Linked DNA regions of Capra hircus: region 1 is linked to region 2. A link is a contact called in public Hi-C data. All regions are on one chromosome and are shown on one strand. The core of a region is the stretch at or near the end of the contact, and the rest is flanking DNA. Distances in the headings are between cores, read along the strand shown.

Evidence for each region. A called contact is a pair of places that touch in the nucleus more often than the background predicts.
Region 1: a contact with region 2 is called in a Hi-C map of blood, with 2.2 times the contacts expected there. The contact joins the promoter of TRMT10A here to the promoter of DAPP1 in region 2. A contact is called at or near these places in 4 of 5 Hi-C or Micro-C datasets (blood and liver).

The regions. Positions count from the first base shown.
Region 1 is chr6:25,311,847-25,317,620 of ARS1.2, forward strand. TRMT10A (tRNA methyltransferase 10 homolog A) reads left to right here and starts at 2,217. Exons shown (of 8, transcript XM_018049277.1): 1 at 2,217-2,385.
Region 2 is chr6:25,114,340-25,120,868 of ARS1.2, forward strand. DAPP1 (dual adapter for phosphotyrosine and 3-phosphotyrosine and 3-phosphoinositide) reads right to left here and starts at 3,022. Exons shown (of 9, transcript XM_005681377.3): 1 at 2,744-3,022. The coding sequence starts at 2,844.

The DNA of each region.
Region 1 (5,774 bases), core at 967-3,466, 200 kb after region 2:
GTCGGATACGACTGAGTGACTTCACTTTGACTTTTCACTCTCATGCATTGGAGAAGGAAATGGCAACCCGCTCCAGTGTTCTTGCCAGGAGAATTCCAGGGACAGTGGAGCCTGATGGGCTGCTGTCTATGGGGTCGCACAGAGTCGGACACGACTGAAGCGACTTAGCAGCAGTAGTAGCAGTTGTCCAAATTAGAACTCAGATGGTAAAGAAACTGCCCGCAATGCAGGAGACCCAGGTTTAATCCCTGCATTGGGAAGATCCCCTGGAAAATGAAATGGCAACCCACCAGTATTATTTCCTGGAAAATCCCAAGGGCAGAGGATCCTGGCAGGCTGCAGTCCCTGGGGTCACAAAAAGTCAGACATGACTGAGGGGCTAACACAGTTGTCTAAATTAGAAAAACCCTTAGGGTCAGTCTTTCCTCCTCCTTTCTCATCCTAACCACAGCTTATCAGTCATGTACCAAACTATGACATGTCTTTGCTTTCACTGTTGCCAATATTTAAAATACTTTTTCCATCTTGATATCTGAAGATCTATTTACTTTCCAAGACAGAACAAATTATTCAATTTCTGAAACTATGTCACTCACCTCCAGGAACACTTAGTTGCTTCTTTCCATGTACAGGCATCTCAAGTACATTATATTGTATGATATTTAACACCAGCTCTCCCATTAGACTAAGGATTCCTCAAGAACAAAGATCACAATTTAGTTATCTTTGTATCAACAATACTAAGACAAAAAAAAAAAAACCATGGGACTCAACAAGTATGTCAAATAAATAAATAAATGAGTTTTACAAATTAATGAAAATAATACTGTTTCATATTGTGGTTTTTGCCTTCCTGTATTTTCTATATGCTTTCTATATCTTTGGTTAAATTGTCCATTTTTTGCTAGTGCTTTCTTTGGATGATACTAGAACCATTTTAAATTTCACACCCTATGACTATAAAGTTAAATGGCTATGTCAAAAGAAAACATAAGAGGGTTTTTTAAGTAACTTAAAATTTTTGTTTTAATAAGGGTATCAGGTATTAGCTCTGAAAAATATATTATTATTCACAAAACAGATCCCTGAGGGGCAACTGAACAGCTGTTGAAAGTTCTGGCACATCACTATGCCAGCCTGAGCTTAATGACCTACATGTGAAGGGCTAAATATCCAATTACTAATCCTCCTTCAGCTACTCTTTGGCCTGATATGGAGGTAGCTGAAAAAAGATGCCCTACTAACAGATCAGAAATGGATCCAGACTTCTTTGCCAATTCTTAGTTAAAAGATCTTTTGGACTTGACATAATGAGGAAACAGACAGTGGCCTACAACCATGTTGCAGTGACAGTTTTTCAAGTAAAATTTGACTGTTTAAAGCAAGAGTGACTTCAGTTTTGTAACTAAATTTACAGACATTTTAATTCTTTCAGAAAAGTTAAGTCTGGAATTTCCTATTCACAGAAACCTTTAAACATGTTAGAATGTTTTCAAATATCAAGTATAAATCACTCCAGAGTTCTTTCCATACTGAGACGGCAGTCTTCTATTCACTGATTCAAACATCACTCTTATCTTCGAATTCTGCAATAATCACTTATTAGAAGTAGGACCAAATCAAAAACTATATAGAAAATGACCATCAACCGGATTATGTTACAGCTCTCCCTTAGGTGACTTGATCCATATATATATCAAAAAGGTTACATAGTAAAGTCAGGCATTATAAACAATGAAACGTCACCCGATGTCTTACAAAACAGTATATGAAAAACAGCTCAAGGAATGAATGGAGAGTAAGACTTATGGCTATATGGAAGAAAAGGCGTAAACATTCTAGATTTAATTACCTCTTATTGGGAGTTTGATTCACTTTTAAAATCTAATTTTCCACTTGAGTTGTGTAAAATTATGTGATACTGAAAACCTCCTGTATTATAAATACAAATAATTCAGGCAAGAGATGCTTTCCTCTCATCTCAAACATGGAAGAATTATAAGCCCTTTATTAGTGTTGGCCATTTTTAAGAGTAGGAATGTTTTAACATCCCTCGCCACGCCCACGAGGACATATGAATAAATGCCTGCAGGTGTATGCCTGCCTTGAATTGGAAAAACAGGTATTATTACTCAAACACCTCCCACTCCAGAAATCCTAACCCCAGACCCCGCCCCACACAAACCCCGCCCCTTTCTCCCACTGCGGGTCCGGAATTGGCGCAGTGGGCTGACGAAAGACGTAACCTCCGTAGCCTTCTACGTGTAGCTACCGGCTCTGCCTCTGGGAGTTGAAGTTTCCGACAGAGGACCTTCTAGAGTGGTAAATACCACTAGAAAAAGCTTTCTGAGAGGTTATCAGATTCCCCGACAACTCCTCTGTTCGGTAAGTTTCTTGGCGCGGAGGCTTGCGCTCGTCTACCTTTTGATATAATCCGGGAGCAAAAGGAGCGCGTGCCGATCCCGCCTTCCACTAGCAATAGGGCTTCCGGGGAAGAGGTAAGTGGGATAATGGAAAATGGTAGCAAAGACCAGCTCCGGAAGGAAGTGACGTCAGAGAGAGCGCGCCCCTTCGGCTCGCCAAACAGCTTTCTGATTCGTCGGCTGCAAGTTAACCCCGCCTCTGGAGTGCGTCCGCGCGTGTGTGACATGGAGGCGAGAGTTGGGCTCGGCTCTGCTCACTAGTATAGGACCTCTTGCTGTCGACTTCTGTTTGGGGGTCAAGATACGGGTCCTAGTATGTGAAGTGTGTTCGCTACCCAAGAATGAAAGGAGAGGGAAATCTGGACTCTGAAAGGCCGGAAAACGAGTTGTGGTTGTGCCACTTATTGGCAAGAGACCGTGGGCAAGTCGCTTTTCGTCTTTAAACCTCGTTTTCCCTCATTTTCCTCATTTTTCCTACGAGGGCTGATGTCTCTGAGCGCTGTGAAATGTGGGAAGAGGCCAGGGGAAAGTTGCCGCAGGTGCTGGTAGGCCCCACCGTGGTGAGCTGAGGACTGTTTTAAGAAGTCCGAGGTGTTACCGAATTTCCCTGAAACATTTTGTGTTTAAATTCAGGAATTTTTCTAGAGATACACAGAGGATAGCAACGGCATATTTCTCGCTTTTTTTGTTATAAATCCTCCGCCTTTCCCCATCATGGCCCAGGCCTCTGCCTAAGGGACCTCACAGCTGAACTGAGTCGTTATTGCAAATCTGGCCCGCGCGTTTTAAAAAGGTATTCCTTCTTTACCACCGTTAGGTCATTTAATTCCGTTCTCCGGTTATTTCGACATTCCTTTGGATATTTCTGAAAAGGAGACTATGTTATAAATTATTAAGACTTTAGCCCAATCAATAAAGCTGTGAGTTTTTTTTTGTTTTTTTTTTTTTTAACTTTCGGCCAGTCACAACTCATGATGTGTATTCTTCCTGCCAGGAGTTGTGCTAAGAAGTGGAAATACAAGGATAATAGAGATACAATTTTTTTAATCTATCTATCCCACACAAAATTGCCTTAGTTATCTTTATCCATAGTTTCATAAAACCACTAGATAATCTATATCTAACTAAACCATTTAAAGCAATTCAGTGCTCAAGTAAACTAAATTTGGCACAATTATTTCTGTAATTGCTACAAAGTTGGCTGAACCTGGTGAATGAATTAAAATGTGCTGTGAATAGCCCTGCATGTGAGGGACGAATGCAAATCTGCCATGGTGTTTATATTTTACTTAACAGGTTAATCTGAACACACTAGTGCATAGTTAAATGCTTACTGTATGTTACAGGCAGTAGGAGTTGGCCCGTGTGTTTGTAAAGTGTGTTGAAAGCAATAATGAAAGGATCTCAATCTAGCATCATTTGATGCTTGATCATTGCATCATTCCCTGCAATGTATCTAGCTTATTCAGAGCTTTAAAAATTTTTCTTTTACTACATTCCTTTTTCTTAATTGGAAATAACTTTTAAAATAGCAGTGATGATTTTGACAAGCTCATGACCTTTGTATTTGATAGGCTTTTAAAAAATATTAGTATGCAATGATAAGCAAATTAAATTTAACTTGGACTTCTTGGGAAAGGCGCAAGCTCCCCCTGGTGTGCATGAGTTGTAAAACTTTGCTGTACTTTGTTATATTAAAAATTTTCAGTCTAGAGCCAATCAACACTTGCTCTTTTGACCATCGTAGGAAACTAGTGAAAAACGATGCCACTGATGATAGAAATACTCTCTCCTACAATATTAATCAATTCCATGAAGAAAGCAATTTGTTTCCTCTGATTTTTAATTGTGCCTTAAAGGCCGCACGTTTGGCTTGTGTTCTCCATGCCAAGTCGCTTCAATTGTGTCCAACAGTTTGCGACCCTGTGAACTAGCCCAGTTTCCTCTGTGCGAGGATTCTCCAGGCAAGGATACTGGAGTAGGTTACCATGCACTCCTCCAAGGAATCTTCCTGACCCAGGGCTGGAACCCACGTGCATTGGCCGGCAGGTGTTTTTTTTTTTGTTTTGTTTTGTTTTTTAACCACTAGCGCCACCTGGGAAGCCCGCACATTTAGCTTAATGGGCAGGTTTAGCTTATGTTTTCTATATTGTGTTGGATATATTCATTGCTAATTTTTATTCATGTGTTTATTTTTGGAAAGGAAATAAAAGTGATCCTAGGAATCACAATGTATGTTTAAAATTTTTCTTATCTTTTCAGGCTTACTGTGTTCCCTCTGTCTCCTGTTTCTTAAATTGAATAGTAACCTTATTTTCTAGATTAAAACAAGTTAATGAATGCACTCAAGGTTCTACATTTACCTCCAGTTACCTTTTTAGCCTATGTTTCTCTCAAGCTGTTACTCACATTTTTTAAATGCTCAGACGTACGATTTTTTTCGTTTTATTTTTCTGTCTGAACTCTGAATCAGATTGTGAGGTTGTCTTCTAATTCATCAATTACATCTTGGACTCCGCGTAATCTGGAGTTTGCCTCATATGTTGAAATTTTTATGACTTCACTTCCTGGTTTCCAAATTGGCTTTTTTTCTTTTTTTTAATGAATTCTTGTTTTGCTATTTTTATGCCCGTTTTTGTGTATCAATTTCTCAATTTTTGTTTTTATGGTTATTATTCTTCATTAACTCTTTTTTTCCCCTCATTTCCTGTCCTTTTATAATTTTGCGTTGCAGACTCATTTGGAATGGAATTATAGCTTTCCTTTCCAAACTGCCTCTGTCTACTACTGATTTTGTGGTTTCTTCCACCCCATGACCCTTTTCAGTGCTTCAGGCCAATAGCAGAGCCTATTTATGTGGTTGAGAATTTCAGTCATATTATTGTACATTCATATGTCACCTCGTAGCTGGGCCCAGGTTGTAGCCAAGAGGCTGGTGTCTGTTTCCCCCAAGTATTCAACTTTGTATAAGCTATCTTTAATTTTACCTGTTGTTAGGCTTTTTTCTTGGAAAGAGGAAACTCACCCCTAACACCAGTTTAAGGGTTCATCTTAAATTGCCTCCCATCTGTCTCCCATCCTCTGTCTTGTATTATTATTTTTCTCTTTAAAGATAGGAAAACTGTTAGCTGTCTTTACACAGCAGACCTTGTTCTTAATTTTGATTTTGAGAAAGGCTATACTTTTTTTGTTTCCCCTTTTAATATTTTATCTGCCATTGTCATGTGTTGCAAGCTTGGAAGGCAGGATGTCACAGACATAGACTTTCAGCAGTGATCTCTAGGAAGTTTCCCAATTTTTTTTTTTTTTTTCTTTTGGTGCATTGGTATACAAGTAGAACCAAAGGGTTTT
Region 2 (6,529 bases), core at 1,772-4,271:
GGTGGCACAGTAGTAAAGAATCTGCCTGCCAATGTAGGTGATGCAAGAGACACAGGTTAGATTGATCCTTGAGTCATGAAGATCATTTGGAGTAATATATGGCAACCTGTTCCAGTATTCTTGCCTGGAAAATTCCAAGGACAGAAGAGTCTGGTGGGCTACAGTCCATGGAGTTGCAAAGAGTCAGACATCATTGAGCCTCCACATTCTATCTGGAGGTAGATTCTACCTAACCAGTAGCTTATAGGTTCAAAGAAGAAGTTTCACTTTATTCAGAATTCTGCCAGAGACAAGAAGTCATTTTCAAGTTTTCTCAGATCCTATGACCGACGAGAAGTGTATCAGGATTGTCCTAGAGGGACAAGAGCTCAAGTCCATTATTAAATTGTCAGGGACTTTTTAAGCTTGTTGTTAAACCTTTGGCAGCTTGAAAATGCCCAAGGTCGGAGTATTTATACCTGGGAAACAGGGCCATCCACCAGCCAGGTGATATATTTACCCAACACGGAGTATTAAAAAAAAAATGCTCTTTTGGCTTCTTATCAGGGTGATGAAAATGTTATAAAATTGGTTTATGGCGATGGTTGTAGCGCTCTTTAAAGCCACTACAAATTATTGAACTGTACACTAGAAATGAGTGAATTCTATGATCTATTAAATATATCTATAAAAAACTGGTAAACAAAATGCTCCCAAACCCACAAATGAAATATCAGTATCTATTTATTCATGGCTTTAAGATTCCTCATGTACGTACTCAACAAATGAAAAACAAGGCCACATTGACTCAGTGATTCTGACGGATTTCTGTTCTGTGCAGGGATTCTCAGCTTCAGTCTCCCTCTGGAATCACTTGGAAACTTTACAAAGAAAATGCTCACCTCCCAAGACACTGATGTCATTTGTCTGGTGGGTGGCCTGGGCAGGGAATTTTTTTAAACTCCTTAGGTTATACTAGTTCATGGCCAAGGTTAAGAAACACAACTGTAGAGCAATTTCCCTAGACAACTGTAGCTGGCCTGTTGTTACAGAAACCATCCTCCCATGTTAAAGACATTTCCAGGCCTCCTGAAATAGAGAGGTCTGGACATAAAAGCACCTTTTGGGGGTAACTGGGCGTTACAGTGGATGTCCATCTCCACATGTAGAGGAAAGACACCTGTTTCCTGGTGGGTTTTACCTGTAGTCATTTCTTGCTATGAGCACTAAGGTGGGGAGAAGAGACAGCATTAGCTCATCTCTGTCATTGAAGTGAGTGCCAAGGGTACTCAATCACAGAGCCTCGGTTCAAGGATTGTTGAATTAAGAGAGCAGAGCTGAATATTTCCTTTGTCTTTTCTCCTTTGGAGCTTCCTACCAATTGTGGGCTGGGAATCTAGATAATCCATCGCATAAAGAATGATAGTTTAATAAGTTAATAAAGATCTAAGTGAGAGCCCAGCTTCCTGCTTTCATGCCTCGGCTCTGTGAAGACTGTTTTGGATGCTCAGGGGGCATTTGACCTCTGCTGTTTGGGGATTTGGTCCAGGAGGCTAGAAGTGTCCTGGAGCTCTGACTCCACTCCCCATAAGGGGAGTTTCCTTTACTGAAAAATCTGGCTGTTATGTCTGATTTACCTTATGAAGGTAGAGTTCAATTCTGAGACCTCAAGTTTAAAATCTATTAATAAAGACAGGACTCGTTGAGAACTCTTATAGTAATACAACTCCAAAAGATACAATCTCTACGGTCTTCAAGGAGAGAGAGTTCATCCCCAGTTTTTCTCTGATTAAGAACACAGACCTGGCAGATTGGAAACCTGACTCGTAATTGATTGGTGACTGTTGGAACTTAACTCAGTCCCTTTGGTGCTTGTTTCCTTCCTTTGTAAGATGGAGATGAGTGAAGGTCCTCTGTCCTTGGGTGTTTGTGAAGATCAGAGCTGTTTAGTAGGACAGCAGGTGCAAGGCTTGCCTCTCTGGAATCACAGATGTCAAAACCAGCCTTGCCAGTCTATTCCTGGTGCATCCGGGGAAAGGAGCAGTTTCTCTAGGAAATCCCCTGCCCTTCTCTTGCGCAATACTTGCTTCTTTTATTAAGTATCCTGAGGAACTGTCTTGTCTGGTCCCTTTCTAAAGACAGGACTGTGATGATTTCACCTACCTAAATGTACAGCCTGTTTGAAGCAGAAAGTTTATCCCCTTCCTGACTTGTTAGTATTTGAAAGGGTCAAAGTTGTCCTTCCAGACATGCATGCATACAAGAGGTCACAAGTGTAGTGTCGGGAGAAAGAAACACATATGGGACACGGCTGCACACACTTCCTCATTCTTTCTCTTTTGAAAAAGTCCCTCTCCCTTATGGCAGGGTCTAGGCTTTCTGTTTATTTCACAGCTTGGAGCTCAGAACTGTTAAACAGCACATTTATTTATAAACCAGATCAATAACAACAAGGAAACCCAGCAACATCAGTGACCACAGCCCAGTTCTGTCCATAATCTCAAAGAATTTCCAATATTTTATTTTTGTCCCGTTTTCTCCACCTCCTTATTTTTAGATCTGCAAAGATGATACATGCTTTCACAGTGGAATTGGCCCCACACAGAGGTGAGTATCTACTGTCCTTTGAGTAATAAGAATGGAAGATTGGCAGGCAGAGAGAGACAGTACTAAGGTAATCACTCATCAAGCTGAGCATTCAGGTCAGAGCCGTGAGTTAAGGTTCACCCAAGAACCTCCAGGAGAAGGGGACCTGCCCTCTTACCCCAAGTCCTGGAGCAGCTCCGCTTCTCCATCCGACCTGCTCCACAGATCTGAAGGATCCTGGGTGCTCATCTTCCCTTCTAGATAGTCTGCTCTGCCCATTCACGCCCCTCACGTCCACAAAGCCCCTGCCAAGGTGCTCTGGGTAAGCGGCAGAGAGGGACGGCTCTGCTGTTCCTCACAGTCTCCCCTCCTTGGTGAGACCCAAGCCGGCTGTGGCTGCAAGTCTCCAACCAGCAAGGAAGTGAAACTTGGTTACTCCTCCCACTGACACTCACCACCCCGGCCCCTAGGCACTGGCAGGAGTGTTGTGTCAGTCAGGAAACATGCAAAGTTAGGTGGCCACCCCTGAGGACACCCACACTGCCTCACGCAACACGCAGTTACTGTCAAAGGAAATAAAGACGAAAGTACTCCAACTGAGATTGAGTATTAACTCCGACTCTCCTCAGGAGGCCAAACCATCATTTTTCTTAATGCTGTTTGCCTCTGGTTTGTAGGGGATGCATTCCATCACCCCTGTCTCACACACAGGAGCACGGAGGTAGCTTCTAGGTGAGAAACATCTTTCAAGGAGGTAAAGAAATCAGACTTGAACCACTAGCCTCTGTCCTGAAGTCTGATTTTTATCACTTTCTCAATATTGCTGCTTCCATCATTCAAGCTTTTCAACATACACTTGATGTTCAGGTTGAGCGTGATTCAGAGATAATTATTGTTCCTCCAGGGAAGAAGGATTAAGTTCAAACAAAGTAGAGAAGCTGCAGGGGGGCAGCCAGGTGCCCAGCTCAGAGGGCAGGTTAGAGCTCCCAGAATCGCTGCATTTCGCTTCCTTCCCTGGGTGACTCACACCTGGTATTGCTCTGTGTCCAGTCTCATGGGTAGAGCTTGCCAGCTCCCTAAAAGTTCAAAAGGGAAACTGTCATCACTCTGAATCCTGGGGAAGTGGACAGAGTACTGTAATAAGGGGACAAAGAACATATGTTGCTTCCCGCATACTCTCTATAGGAAACTGCAGGAAAGAGTCTCTCTCTCATTCTCCCCCTTCCTCTTGTGACACCCGACTCAATCAGGGTTCGTCAGGGTGCTCTATAAATCACTCCTCCCAGGGCTGTCTGAAGACCAGCAGCATCACCAGAAGCTTGTAAGAATGTAGCATTTGGATTCATCCCAGCGCTTCTGAACCGGTATCTACATTTGAACAATATCCCTAAGCTGACTCTGTAGTGCTTTAAAGGTTGAGGAGACTGCTTTATAAGAAATCAAGATAGCAAGAAGGGCTTCCCTGGTGGCTCAGTTGATAGAGAATTCACTTGCCAATGTAGGAGATGCAGGTTCAATCCCTAATCCAGGAAGATCCCACGTGCTGCAGAACGGCTAAAGCCATGCACCGCAACGACTGAAGGCCTGGCACCCCAAGCCTGCTCTGCACCCCGGGAGAGGCCACTGCAGGGAGAAGCCAGTGCCCCGCGACCCGAGTAGCCCCCACTCACTGCCACTAGACAAAGCCCAGCAGCGAAGACCCTGCACAGCCACAGATAGATTAATTAAATTGTTTAAAAAATCTGCCTGCAATGCAGGAGACCCAGGTTCCATCCCTCGGTTGAAAAGACCCCGATCCCCTGGGGAAGGGCATGACAACCCACTCCAGTATTCTTTCCTCAAAAATTCCATGGACAGAGGAGCCTGAAAGACAACAGTCCATGAGTTGTAAAGAGTCCGGACACAACTGAGTGAATAAACCACCACCAGCAAGAAGAGGTCAGTCTGTACCTGACATTATTCTAGCTTTTCCCCCGGGCCTTCCCTCCGGCCTCTACTCATCCCCATTGTCTGAGATCGTGACTTACCCGGCCTGCTGGGGAGGGATTCCTGTGTGTCTAGAGATGGCCTGGTAAGCTCTGATAACACACAGGAATCAGTGGTACATCCATATTTAAAATTCTTTTAGCTACAGTTTGTTCAGAGAGAAGCACAGTGTCCACTTGGAACAGAGGCCAGTCCTGGCCAGGGAGCCGCTGAATGTGAACACTGCAGAGACAGGGCAACAGTCGGGCAGAGTTACTGTTCTCTTTCTACTGCTCTTTGTTCAGGGTTTTAGTATCTATTCTGATCCCATATTAGCAAGTTCTGGTTTTCCTTTCGCTTAATCTTTTTAATTTTTAGGAAAGTAGCAGCCTTCACTAAGATGCCTGTCTTCCCCTTTTCACTCTTCCTTCCCCTCTCCCTTTCTCATCTTGCTGTCCCATCTGTTGCTTTTGACTTTGATTTCATACTTTTTTGGGTCCCGTATCCCATGTTCTCCAGGACCCCCTCTCATCCCTACCATCCCCATGCTCCACTGAGTTGGCATTAAGCATTGTGGGGAGACCAGTTCCCACAGCATCACTAGATGGTTTCAATGAAAAGCTGAACAGTCATAAAATATTTGTAATTTTTTATATTAAATTAGCCACATGCCAATTTACATATTGGCTTACATATATTTGTATATTTTATATATTAATATATGATATATATAATTACATATTATAAATATATAAAAATATATATCAGAGAAGGCAATGGCAAGCCACTCCAGTACTCCTGCCTAGAAAATCCCATGGACAGAAGAGCCTGGTAGGCTGCAGTCCATGGGGTCGCTAAGAGTTGGACACGACTGAATGACTTCACTTTCACTTTTCACTTTCATGCATTGGAGAAGGAAATGGCAACCCACTCCAGTGTTCTTGCCTGGAGAATCCCAGGGACGGGGGAGCCTGGTGGGCTGCCATCTATGGGGTCGCACAGATTCAGAAACGACTGAAGTGACTTAGCAGCAGCATCAACATAAATATATATTAATATATATATTAATAATATATAATATATATTTGGGCTTCCCTGGTGGCTCAGTGGTAAAGAATCAGCCTGCCAATGCGGGAGATGTGGGCTCACTCCCTGGGTTGGGAAGATCTCCCAGAGAAGAAAATGACAACCCCCTCCTGCATTCTTGCCTGGGAAATCCCATGGACAGAGGAGCCTGATGGGCTATAGTCCATGGGGTCACAAAAGAGTTAGATATGATTTAGCAACTAAATAATAGCAACAACATGTATATATATTTATTAAAGAAACTGTAACTTTTGCTTTCAAACACCTTCCAAACAGGCACAAAGAGTATTTTTTTAAAGCAGATAGCTCACTTCATATTTATTTCATTATTCTCTTTTCAATGATGCTGATTCATAGAACTGAGTTCTTTCCACACTGTATTGGACATAGAAATGGGCACAAACAGTCTTGAGCTGTTTTGACAATTTTGGAACATCTTATTCTTCGATGGAAAATTATTTTCTTTATCAACCTTCGTCGGGATGACTATCAAATTTTAATCATCAATATTCTCATTTAGAGGATTCAGGGAGTTATTTTGTCCAGATTTGAATTTATTTACTAGAAAAATAGATTTCTAACACTTGGGACTACTCTAAGATGTTTTTCAAAAAACATGACTCCATGTGGTTGAAGAAACTTTTAAATCTTTTCCTAATCTATTTTTCTCTACGGAAAGCTCAAATGTCACAATGCTGCTTTGCACCTGGTTACCTAGCAATGGCAACTCTACCCATGCTCTTCAGAGTGCTAGGGGAACGGTCCTTTGGTTCCTTTGGTTGATTAACTGTTACACAAGCATGATCTCTTCTTCTCCATCATTTATGTTGGTGGGAAGTAAATGACACATTCTGGAAAAGGGAACAATATATGGGATTACCATGGATTGAGGTTACCATAGCTTGGACTTGAG